Regions from separate parts of the Mus musculus genome. Here region 1 is linked to region 2. Evidence: chromatin contacts called from public HiChIP or PLAC-seq data. All regions are on one chromosome and are shown on one strand. The core of a region is the stretch at or near the end of the contact, and the rest is flanking DNA. Distances in the headings are between cores, read along the strand shown. Region 1 holds the start of Pcdh9 (protocadherin 9). Region 2 has its middle 270 kb from the start of Gm23509.

What was found. HiChIP or PLAC-seq counts read pairs in DNA pulled down with a chosen protein or histone mark.
Region 1: a contact with region 2 is called in an H3K27ac HiChIP or PLAC-seq map of embryonic stem cells, with 4 times the contacts expected there. The contact joins the promoter of Pcdh9 here to the enhancer-like site in region 2. A contact is called at or near these places in 5 of 39 promoter capture datasets (the C10 cell line, embryonic stem cells, hippocampal neurons and 1 more) and 1 of 115 datasets of contacts at active chromatin or transcription factors (embryonic stem cells).

Annotation. Positions count from the first base shown.
Region 1 is chr14:93,888,528-93,895,327 of GRCm38.p6, forward strand. It overlaps Pcdh9 (protocadherin 9), which reads right to left and starts at 2,142. Exons shown (of 5, transcript NM_001081377.3): 1 at 1,594-2,142; 2 at 1-361. The coding sequence starts at 205.
Region 2 is chr14:92,860,737-92,866,692 of GRCm38.p6, forward strand. No RefSeq gene overlaps it. Among named protein-coding and RNA genes, the nearest start is that of Gm23509, 270 kb to the right of the region's middle. Within about 2 kb of position 2,490, at least 9 of the 459 cell types and tissues checked have an H3K27ac peak or open chromatin away from gene starts, as enhancers often do. A contact at or near this core is called in embryonic stem cells, where this site is marked.

The DNA.
Region 1 (6,800 bases), core at 892-3,391, 1.0 Mb after region 2:
TTGAAACCAGTCTGTAGACAAGGCTGGCACTGGTCCCCGTGGCAGCATTGATGTGAGAAATATTCAGATCCTTTGGTATATTTCCTATGGGCACATTTTCAGGCAATTCCTCTCTAATAGTGTAAATAAGTTCTTGAGCTATTGCGGAATCCAGCCTTAAACAGGCAATCAGAGCAGCCAACAGGTAAAAATCCCTCAGGTCCATGATAATGTCTTTATGTTCTTTTCCTGGATTTTAGAGTTTAAAGGTTCCCACTGAGGAGTGATGCACGAACTGCAAGAGGAAGTGTGCATGGACTGGAGAAGGAGGAGGAGGAGGAGGAGGAGGCATTACATCTCATCTCTTATGTGGAGACAGCCACTGTCAACACAATTGTACAGACAATATTATTCTTCAGTAAATGAAAACACAGTCACCAAAACATCGAAGCACACTCTCCCTGCACATTAGTAAACATGGCAGTTTGCTCTGCCACAGTTTGTAAGTTAACTCTGTGGCCACTGAATATCCCCTGCTTGTTGCATTTGCCCAGAGAAAATGAAATTCATCTACTTTTGAATTAAGGACAGCAGCAGCTATTTTTACCTGGAATCCCCCCACCCCCACACTGTTTTGGTTTTATTATAACACTGTTTAATTCAAAGTGTGCATTCTTATTTTGCTTTCCCACACACCCCCCACCCCCATTTAACCCTCCTCCTGGTCTCTAGCCCACCTCCCCTAGTTGTTTGCGATGGAAAGAGCTCAAGTATTTAGCTATGATTGCTGCCAACTGCTTTGTCACATGTTAGATATGATGTGTTTTCTTCTCTGCCACACTGAGTCATCTCCTCCTCTCAAAAGACTGCTTTTCCTTCCTCCCAGTTCTTCAACTGTCTCATAATCCAACCCTCCTGGAAAATGAGCATTCGGACATGCTGCTGCAGCCGCAGCAACAGCAGTAGTCACTGGCCACTAAGGGTTCTCATTGCCTCAAAGCACAAAACCAAGACTTGGCATTTCTTCCTCGGAGGGTGCTCTCCTTTCTCCATATTTCCACATTGCCCCCGTTGAGATAAATAAACACATTAAAACTTTTTAAAAAACGTATCCTAATAGACAATTGCTTATCACAGAGGTGGACCAGCATGCCGGGATGGAAGTGAAACACAGACAACATTCCTATGTAACATCACGGTATTTTTTTTTCTATTGAGCATAAAAGAACAAAAATGCAGTTTCTTAATCCGGTGTCTCATTAGAATATTAGTAACATTTGCTACACATAAATACCGCAACCCGGTAACACACGTAGAAGAACTTCCGCTCAGATGCCCCTCTAACTGCAGTTTAAATGGGTGCAAGGCTCCAGGCAGCTACCCACCCGGAGTAAGACTGGTCAGCTCCCAGGCTCTAATCTTATCTGCATTAGGCTACACAGTAGCTGATGCCCGCGATTAGTTCCAGCTGAGTGGTGCAGGTGGGGATGCAGATACAACCCAGTAGGCGAGCTCTACCCTAGCCAGCTACCCAATTACAAACACCTCTCATCTACGCCGAGGACACAACTAAAGACGGTATTTCGAATTGTTAATGCGAAACTTTACACTTACATTAGTTGCCTCAACCTTGCCCCTTTCCCGGTAGGCTGCAGTTAAGAAGGATTTGCTCCAACACATAGAAAGCCATGCATCTGGTAGCACCAGTTTGGGGAGAATTCAGAAGCAGCAAAACGTTTTCTCCTTGTAAAATGTGTGGCTTCGGGCTGGCAAATTAGCAACTCCCGAGAACAAATTCACAGATTTGTCGTTAGTCATTCTCTCCACATTTCCTCGCTTTTACCCACTGGGTCTGGGCTCTTCTGGTATTTAACGCACACCACATCCAATTGCACTTCTTCAGCTCGGGAGTGTATCCCACCGCATCCAGCCTACCATTTGCATCCGATGGCAATACTGCTGAAGTCTCTAACTTCTAGTAGGAAACGTCAGAGTTGGGTGATGGTGATTTTCTGGATGTTTTCCCGGGGTGCCAATTGCCCGGCAAATTCTTAATCCGTGAGTCCTTTCGCGCTTAAGAGACTGAGGCTCTCCATCCTACCTCGCGTACTCTTCGTTTTTCCCTTCTCTTCTGCCCCCCTCTCCTTCTCCCTCTCCTCTCTCTCCTCTCTCTGAACTGAATTTCTTGATATAACTCTCAATAAGCCCAGAGGGAGGGCGTGACGACCGAGGCCCCACCTCCGGGTCCTGATTGGCCAGCATCTTGCAGTGCGGGAGGCTGCAGAGGGCTGCGGGAGGGGGCGCGGAACAAGGCGCTGACTGTCTTCAGCCTCCCCCTCCCCAGCGCCCCTCGGCAGCCGCGAAAACCTGGAGGAACGATCCCGGTCCCGGGAGAGCTGTTTTCAGGACGCGCACTGAGCATGCCCGGCAGGGGCCAGCACCCGGGGTGGCTCGGGAGCTCTGGAGCTCTTACCCAGCTTGCGGCGGCGGAGCCAGGGCGGTGCGGTTGCACCGGAGCGAAACCCGGGAACCTAGATTCTCGCCACCGGGTGGTGAGGGTCATTGAGGCCGCTCTTCTCTTGATGCATTTCTGTCTGCAAAGTGGAAAGGGCTAAATTGCAGAGATGGCTGAGACGCGCAGCCACCCCTCAGTGAGGAGTTTTGGCCAGCAAATCCTGGAGCGCATTAAACCATTAAACCGGCTCTGTGCCGGGTGCTGCAAATTGAGGCATTTGCTGGCAGGGACATCCGAAGGAAGGGCGAGGAGGGCGGAGAGCTAAAGATAGGGCAGTAGACATTTGAGTCTCGGTGGAAAATGGAAAGAAAATTAATCTGGGCTTTTACTGCGTGCAGGGTCACTGAAAGTGCCTGGGGAAAAGGTACGTTGTAGCTGGGGTCCCTGGGCGCAGCCACGGACAGTTTGCTGAGCAAGAAGTCTCCTTTCCTGGGATCTGATCGGAGCTTAGGCGCCTGGTCGTGGCAGAGCCTCTGTCGTTCTTTTGCCTCGCAGGGAACCCGGAAAACCTAGCTCTCTGGAACGAAGGCTTCATCTGAGCCTGCTGTCAGCTCACCTATGTGCGAACTTTGCTTCCGTCTGGCTTGAAGGAATCCCAAGCAGCTGTTAGCCAAGCTGCAAAGCTCCTTTCCCCCTTGCCACTTACTGCTGGACACATTTCCCTGCCAGGCATGGCCCTGACTTCAGCTCTGTAGTACATCCGCACAATCTTGTTTCTCATTTTTATACCAGGGCTGGATGGGATACTTCAGAAAGGGTCACCCTGATTTCTGTCATATTCCCTCAAAGCCTCACTCATCTTTAAAAACCAGTAAGTTAGGAAGGTTTGGCAGCACCGGTGCCAGACAGGTGCCTGAATAAAGTTTGATATAAAACCCTATTAGTTAAGTAACAAATCCCCACCTGAATGGTAATATAAAGGTGATCTGAGGTCTTACAGCATGGTTGACTTTTGCTAACTTGGACGAAGAATACAGGGCATTTATTCTAAACCTTGTGTTTCTCACACTGTGGCAGGATGTAATGGCTTTAAATTCGGGCTTTTTAATTTGGGAGAATCTCACGTTTGTGACTATTGATACTTTTTTTTTTAAAAAGCATGAACATTTAATTTTTGATAACCAAGTTAAAAGTAAAAAACAAATCACAAATCAAGCCTTCCAAGTCTCTAGTGTGTAATCTGAAATTTAGCTGTCTTGTTTGGCATCACCGTTTTCTCATATAAAAACGTAATTCCCATTTAATATTAAAACTTTACCTTAGGTGCATCCTCACAGTAAAATCTCAATGTCTAAAAGTTCACCGTGCAATCTTCCAACCTCTTGTGCTGTAAGATATTTTTCCTTATAGGCAGTATGTTGATGGTGCTTGCACTCAGTCAAAAGGTAATAAATTAATATTTAATGTGATTAGGATGAACAAGGTTTAAAGAAAGAAGACCCCTATGTGTCCGGATGTCAGGAGGACGAAAACAACCTCCCCAAACAGCTCTGGTGAATTAGAGGTTCGTTCTTTTCATTGCACTGCGGTGAATGATCTTGTGCCATTCACAAAACTGAAGCGAATGTAGCATGTTCTTCTGCTTGCATATTCGCTGTGAACTGTTCTGGTACCATCAATATCAACAACAGCACAGCTACTTTCCAGTTGGTTTCATGGACAATGCGATTATATATTAATCATACCACAGTCATGTCAAAGTCAGGTAGTGGCAGCCCACAGCTTAACAAAAATTATTTAACCTCATTAATAACCACGGGTGTTACTCTCTGTGAAGAGATGACTTTATTTGCTGGCTAAGGCCGTTATTTACCCCATGCTTGAAAAAACGAAATCTTAATACGAACCAGGATGAAGGCTAGGGGAGAGGATACAAATACAGCATGAGACGCAGGACCTCAAGACTTCAATGAATAAAAAACCTCAGGTCAAAGCCCCAGAATGGGGCATCTGGGCATCCTTTTCAAAGGAGACTAAGACAGAGAAATAGGGCTCTTGTATCAACCAGGACACTATGTCTCATGTGTATGTAAGATAACTAAATTACAGAGATTCCTTCACCATAGTTTCTTAACAACTTAATGTAGATTGTGCAGACTTGTCTCTTTTATTCTATTTCAGCTGTTCGACTTTATAATGATAAATATTATTTTGTTAATAATCCTAGAAGAAAATTACACGTTAAATAGACCTTTGCTATTTACCTTGAAGTTCTTGCCTCAAATACAACATACTTTGTTATATGATTTCAAGTACACTACAATACACTATAATGTTTAAAAATTAAGTAAATGGGTGTTAATTAGGATAACGTTTTAATTTTGGTATGAACTATATGTTGTTTTATGCTATATTTTATTTCACATTTTGAAGCATTTAAATATATTATGTTGTCATCTAGTTTGTTGTGTGTAAATAGTGCAGTGTAGTGTAGTGTGTGTGTGTGTGTGTGTGTGTGTGTGTGTGTGTGTGTGTGTATACATGCATCCAACTAGATCTCTTTAATTAATGCTCATTCACAATTGGCAATGCATGTTTCTACAGCCAGGAATTATGATGCTGTTACCCTTGCTATCTGATTAGTACTTCAAGAGTTAGTACCATCTGGGCAAAAGTATAAGAGACATACTGTTCACTCCTGGCTATCTAGGTCATAGGATACAAAGCTAAGTCAACCCTGGCCATTTAACTTAAGCCTAAAATGCCTTCAGATCCACATAGAAACAGATATGGAATACTGGAATGGTTACACATTCCCCATGTTTAACATCGTTCTATTTATATATTAAACAATAATTTCCATGCAATGGCATATAATAACCTGAATTATTAAGAAGTCGAGTTTAATTGGATTCTGGTGTATGACTTCCTAGTTATCACACAGCATTGTTAAAATTACATTTCATATGGAGATCATTCCTGCATGTTACATTTTCTATAAAAGACATAGGCTATAATGTTGAAAATGATCACATGCCCTCCTCAAGGATTTCAAGACCAGAATAACACAGCTTCTACAGTGTACTGAAGGTTAAAAATTAAGTAAAACATATTTCATGCTCTATACTTGTAAATGTAATCCAGAGGGGTGCTGCATCTAACAGACAGCGAATAGATCACGGGCCTGTGATGTCACAGCAGTATCTCTCTACCATTTCACAACAGTTCTAGGCTTTTGCACTGTGCTTCGGGAGGAATGATGTGTTAAAGGCCTTGTTAAGGGTGGTGTGCATTACTACTCTTGAGAAAATGACAATACAGAATTTTAACACTACAAGGAGAAATTAGCACCTTCTGAAGTCTGTGCAAAATGACTAAGTATAGTGGGTTGTGGGTTAATTCCTTTGCTTTCTTAGTGACTGTCAGCTCTTCTTTTTGAGTATCTTTATTCTCCTTTACTTCTTTTTTTTTTTCATTTTTTAAGGCACCCTAATGCAGGTAATCAAATTATCATGGAACCCCAGTGACACCTTTCATTCTCCTTGAATGACTGATCTAAATTTAAAACAGTTTGCTATATTTTCGTGACTGACACAGATTATATGTGTCAGATTGGTGCCTTTAAAGTTATTACAATGTAAACTGACACGTTTCAGAGCCACTGTTCTGTCATGACTACTACGTAAATTAAAAATATATATATACATATATATATATATATATATTGAATTCTCAAATTTTCTAATGAATTATAAAATAGTTTAATTTTATGTAGACAGTTCTTTGACAGTACACGTTTTCACCGGTATGACTAAGGTATCTTGTGGTGATTTAGGAAGGTATAGAATTTGATTTAAATGGTAATATACTTATGCAATATTTCAAATTAAGTAACTTCTCTAAATCTGTGTAACTTTAAGTACAATATAGGCAGCTTCTTCTTGATTCTGTCGGATAAAGCTAGATTAAAATTGTTAGAATAAAACATTGAGTATTATCCTTCGATCTACAGTAATATGAATAATGTGCAATGATATGAATAAGTGTGCATGCTACTTGGAATAACTCTACTCATACATAAAAATGGAGACATTAGTAAACATTTCAACTACAATAGCATTTGCCAAGATCTAGTTAGGAAAATTTGTCTATTAAGGCATTTAAAAGTTGGTAGTATGACTTTCCCTTTCATTAATAACCGTATATTGTTGAAAATAAAATTTCATTTCCTCTGGGCCAGCATCCATCTCCTCCTTTCTTATTCTTTTCATGTTTTCAGACTTTATTTTAAACACTATACTCACATGATTTTCCTCTGGAGGCCCAGTTTGTTACATAAGGTGCACACAAATAGACTTACTCACGT
Region 2 (5,956 bases), core at 1,240-3,739:
GATGAATTCGGTTATCTGAAAGGGGGGCTGGAAATGAAAAAGGATGGGGAGGGGGGTTGGGGAGGAGGTGAAAAGAGATGAAGCCAAGACAAAAGTTTCTGATCAAGGCTCAAAGTTTAATAGTCGGACACTATAAGGAGAGCACACAGACCCATCCTTTGTTTCAGTTGGATTGAGTTACAAAGCAAGCTCAGCAGGCAGTCTACTCCTATAGGAAATTGACTCCACCTGGGTCTGTATGGTCCAATTGTGGGAAACACTTAAGGTCTGTTTAGCCTGGTCAAGGCTGAGGAGACAACATACTGTAGTGCTCTGAAGAAATTATTGAGAAAGAAAACATTTTTATCTGTGCTATTATTGATGTACCTTGAAAAATTTGGAGGCCTGGATTAGCAGAATAGGAAAAATAATATATCTATACTCTGGAGTGCATGCACTACTTAATAGAAGTAGATATCTACCATATGTATGACACATCTTTCCCACTGAAGCCAGATAGTATGGTGACATCAAAACTGTCTATAAAGCCTCGTGTTGAAGTGTTAGTGAAGTTTACATTGTTATGAGTGTTAATGTGTCCTTTTTTCATTGCTCAGAGAGTAATTGCTCACTCCAAACTGCTTCATATATAGGGTGAAGATCACAGGATTCCTTTGTACTGAAGGTAGAATTTGAAGACTTGAATCGAAAGGTGGATCTAGAAGAAGAAAGGAATGATTCTGATGAACTCCAAAGAAAATAAACATTCTCTCTCCTGGCATCTACCAAAGTGAGCTTGTCATATGCTTTTAAATAAAGAATGGTAAATATCACACACGTTTTTCTGCCCTAAAGGGAAGATAATATTGACTTGGAACTTTGACCTATCTGTTTCAGTGAGTGCAAACATGTTTTTATTCTAAGTTCCAAGCAAGTCTTCTTCCCCAATCAATATAAATTTTTTACAAAAATGAGAAATGTGCAATGCCATTTAGTATCCCACAAACTTATTTGGTTAAGTTATATTATTTCTATGGCCAAACTATAAGATATTTTTCAAAGGCAGGCATGAAAGATATCTGTTTTTTAGAACATGACTTGAATTCAGGGCTAAAAGACTTGAGTTTGTCGTTTTTTCCCCCATTTCTCCATTATTTTAAACAGTCTACAATTGTATCAGAATCATTATAAATATCATCATTGTCAAATAAATGCCATTAACCCCAAGGCATGGACATACAATGGTACTTCATAAAATCAAACATAAGTGGTAGCTTATTTAATGGTAATGCTGCTGTATGCTTAGAATTGTTAATTTGGTGTTTTCTTATTGACAAGATGTCAGAATTACGCTGCATTTGAAAGACATGTCCCATACTCAGAATATGTTTTTAATATCTACTTTCTAGGGTTATTTCTTAGATCAATTATGGATCTGTCAGTATCCATTTGGAAAATAGAATTTATGCCAGGAATCATTACAGGGAAATTTTGAAACAATTAGTTTTCAAACAATTATTTACTAAAGATATGTAATTAATAAATGGGAGAAAATAAAGAAAGCATAGAAACATCAAATGTAGTGAACAACTAGTACATATACACCCAAGGAATAATATGTAATGAAGAAAGGAAAAGAAAATCTACATCTCAGTCCAAGATTAAAGTGTAGACTTCTTTAGAGAAAATGGGTCATCAATCAGAGATTTCATAGTTGCTGCTGTCTGGTGACAATGTGAAGGAGCTGTCAGTGGCTTCCCAGATCTACCAGCATGGTATATTCTCACTGAATGTAGTACTATCAAGAAAAATGTGGCTTTCAGCCCCCCCCCATGATTAATATAAGTATATTCCGAATATTGGGGAAAATGGTGTTTATAGGACATTCAAATTTAGGGACCTTTTTTTTTAAATTGATACTTTTTCAATTGGCAGCAATGATATTGCTATTTGGCTGCAACTGATTCTTGTTAAAGAGCATATAAGGTACTACACTTTGGTTCCCAAGATACAGTCAATCATGACAGGGAAAGTCATGTGGAATGTCTGGCCACATTCTATCTTCAGTATTGAACAGTGAAAAATTAATGTGGTAGCTCACCTGGTATCATCATCTTTTACTTTTTATTATTATTATTATTATTATTATTATTATTATTATTATTATTATTATTATTATTATTTATTATCTTCAGGAACCCAGTGCATGGGATTATGCTACCCACATTCAAAATGGATGTTTGGTTAAATCCCTTGTGAAACACCTTCAAAGACACTCCTTGAGATAGGTCTTCTATGGACATGCTAATCTAGTCAATTTGACATTGAAATCTAACCATCAAAAAGCAGTTGAAGAAAGTAATTTTTTTTTTCTTTTTTGTAGCCTCCCTCAGCCTTGAAGCAGGCTGATCCAGACTTTGACCTTGCTGCCACTAAGAAGGAGATTAACCTAGGGTAGAGCCTTCTGACCTTGCTGGCTCTATTTGCTTTCTCCAAGACTCTTCTTCCTGCTGAAAGGTCCTTGAGACATTCCAGAGACACACCCTGTAGATCGCCTATGGGCTGGCTCCAGGCACCAAGAATGGGCAGGCAGGGGTGGGGGGGGTAGGGTGGGGGGTGGGGATCGGCCTACCCTCTTTATAAGCATGGACTCTCAGTTCAGGCTTTGAACAGAAAGATTTGTCTTGGCCTCATTCTTTTCTCACTGTCTGATCTTTTTCAGCCCTAGCCGCCTTTCAGGGGAACCCCCTGGCCACAGGCGGCTACACTTTTTTTTTTCCTTATCTTAATGAAGGTAATTTTTCTCAGTTTCTAAAAACATAGGAACAGACAGCCGCGGGACCAAACAAGGACAGTCAGGCTGTCCCTGCTGCCCACTGTGACAGTGCATGAGTCCTGCACTGCCTTTCCAGACCCCTGGGCTGGGGTTTATTTTTTCAAGCTATTGACAATCAGAAACAAGTATAAATCGCATAAGAATACAGAAAAAAAAAAAAACAACTTTCCAGTAAAATTTTAATGTCAACTAATAAACGATTTGCACTAGATATAAAAACAAAATGTGTTTGGAGATAAAGCAGATCTCATATGATAAGACACAGCAACATTCCCTGATTTGTGGCTAAAAATAATAAATTAGTAACTGTCATAATAAGTACCCACTATAAATAACTTAAAACATGAATTCTATAAGTAAATGTTAAACTTGCCTGCCATCAACTTTATATCTGTGAATTTAATTTTAAAGTAAGAGAGCATGTTGTTTTCCCTCCATGTATTTTTATACATTGTGTTATATATTCATATTTTCTGTCTAAAATTTTTATAAAGATATTTTTACAACCATTAGTGACACTGAATGAATCAAACCTCAAAGACGTGAATGATGTTTTTCATAACTAAATAATTTATTTCTGTAGTCACACTTAAAAGTCTCTGGAATTTGGGGCTAGATGAGATGGAGAAATGAGCTAAACATAGTGTTTCCCTGATTATATTTTTTCTTTTACTGGAGACATTTTGCAGTGATGGAGTTTCAGTAAACTGCTATTAGATGCTTTTTTCTTTTTTTTTCCCCCTGCAGTAGAAAAAATAGCATCTGCTAATTTTAGTTGGCTATAAAGGCCTACAATTATATTCCTTTCCACCAGCTTTACTAGCAGCAACGTTCTTGAGATTTTCTGTGTAGTGCAGTGGTCTGTAGCAGCTTTTTTGTTTTGTTTGTTGGTTGTCTTGTTTTTGTCATTTTTTGGATCTGCATTATCTAGTCCTTCTATGAAGAAATATATGATTAAGATATATATTTTTTCCATGTAGGATAAAATGTAAAGTATTTGATGATGGTTTTTCTTTGTATTTTAAGAAGTTAATGAACTAATGATTGTCCTTCAAAACTAAGTATACAAAATATCCTGAACACACTTCTGTATCTGTAGAAGCTAAAATATTCAAAGAACTGAGCAGAGGAGGAACCACAACATCAAAAAGACAAGAAGTGTGCGTTTACAATCTTCAGAGCATAGGAATATTTGTTCCATGTTAGGGAATGGAAATTGATGAGACATCAAATGAATTTATTTCTTTAACATTCAAAAGAACAAGCATATAATCTAGCCATGCCCATTTCAGTAAATAGCCAAAGAAAAATAAATCAATATGATAGAGAGAGATCGGAGCTTATTGTGCATTCGTCAGAAGAGGGGAAGTAGAATGAACATGAATACTCGTTGACAACCGAATGTATAAAGAAAAGATGCATTAAATGCGTAGTAAGTACACTGCTACAAAGTAAAAAAGGTGAAAAAGTTATGTTATTTATAAGAGAGAAGATTTACTCCAAGGATGCTCTGATATCTGAAATTAGATAGGCTGAAAAAAACAAATGTTGCACAAACTTATTCACGTGTGAAATATATAAAATTAATCTCATATATGTAGAATAGAATCATATTATCATATAGGCTGTGTGATTCTCAGCATTGAATTTAGCATAAGAAGAATATGTTATATTATGAGGTAAATACAGTTTTTACTACTAATAATAATATTCTTGGAAAAATGTTCTAAGAATACGTGTAGGGTATCATCCATACAGAAACGCTAATCAACAAATAATTCTCACCACATTGTGTATGAGAAATATGTACTATTGCATGTGTCATTTCAAAACAATAAATAAGTATATTTAAAAACATAAAGCATAAGAACTATTATATTAATCTAGCAATCTCTGTCATGGTCTATACACACACACACACACACACACACACACACAAATGAAATTTTTCCTACGTTCTCTGCAGCATTCATTATTCAAGACATACATTGATGGATGATGGATAAACACTTCCTGTACATATGCCTGGTGTTATATAATTGGAAGATGGTTAGGAACTAGCAAGATTTTTCTGTTTCTTTCTTCCCCAATTTGAATCCCAAATTAGCTTCCTATTATATAGATGTCATCTGTTTTTCATTCACCACTATCTTTCCTTTTGTTCTTTACTATATGCCCACTTAACCTTTCTACTTCCATATGTGCAGTCATTTTATTATATATTTTTAAGGCTTACAACAATATAGCTTTATATACCTACACAAAGTGAAATCAATAATGCTGTCAAGAAAATCAGCATATTGTTAACATAAGCTTCCTACCAAGTTAAAAGCACTGACCTACTAAGCTTTGCTGGTCAACATTTTGCACCCTAGACTCATCGATAAAGCAGTCTCAATTGTGGGATTGCCCCAATTATATTGACCTGTGGATATATCTGTGGGAGATAGCTATGATTATTAATTGCCGTAGAAGCATCAGGCCAACTGACTGACACAATTCCCTGAGCAGGTAGCCCAGGACTCTATAAGAAAGATACATAACTACTGTCCTGTGAGCAAGGCAGCATGCAGCATTTTTTCATGATTTTTCTGTCCAGTTCCTGCATTGAGTTTTTGTCCTGACTTTCCTCAGTGATGAAGTATAATCTAGATATGCAAACAGAATAATTCTTTTCTTCCTGTAAGTTCCTTTTGTTTGGACTGTTTATTTTATAAATAATAAAATAACACGAACACTGACATATCCAAATTAGACAATAGAAACAAACAAAAGTAAAGTACCCCACTCCATCCCCAAAAGGCACAAGTGTCAAAGACCCACTCATTTGTGTGCTTAAGAATCCTATAAAAACACTAAGCTGGAAAATATATCTTTACAAAGGACCAGGTGCAGACACAACGCAGACCTTGTGCATGTCCTTTCAGTCTCTGTGAATTCATATGGGCTTTGCTCACGTTGATTTAGAGACACTTGTTTTCTTGGTGTTCTCCATTCCTTCTGGCTATTACACACGTTCTGTCTCCTTTGCCACAGTGTTCCATGACTCTAAATGCAAATGTTGCTTTTATTACCTCAGCAGATGGGGTGAGGTAAGAGCCACACCCAAACTTTACTAACACTTATCTTGGACTATACCCA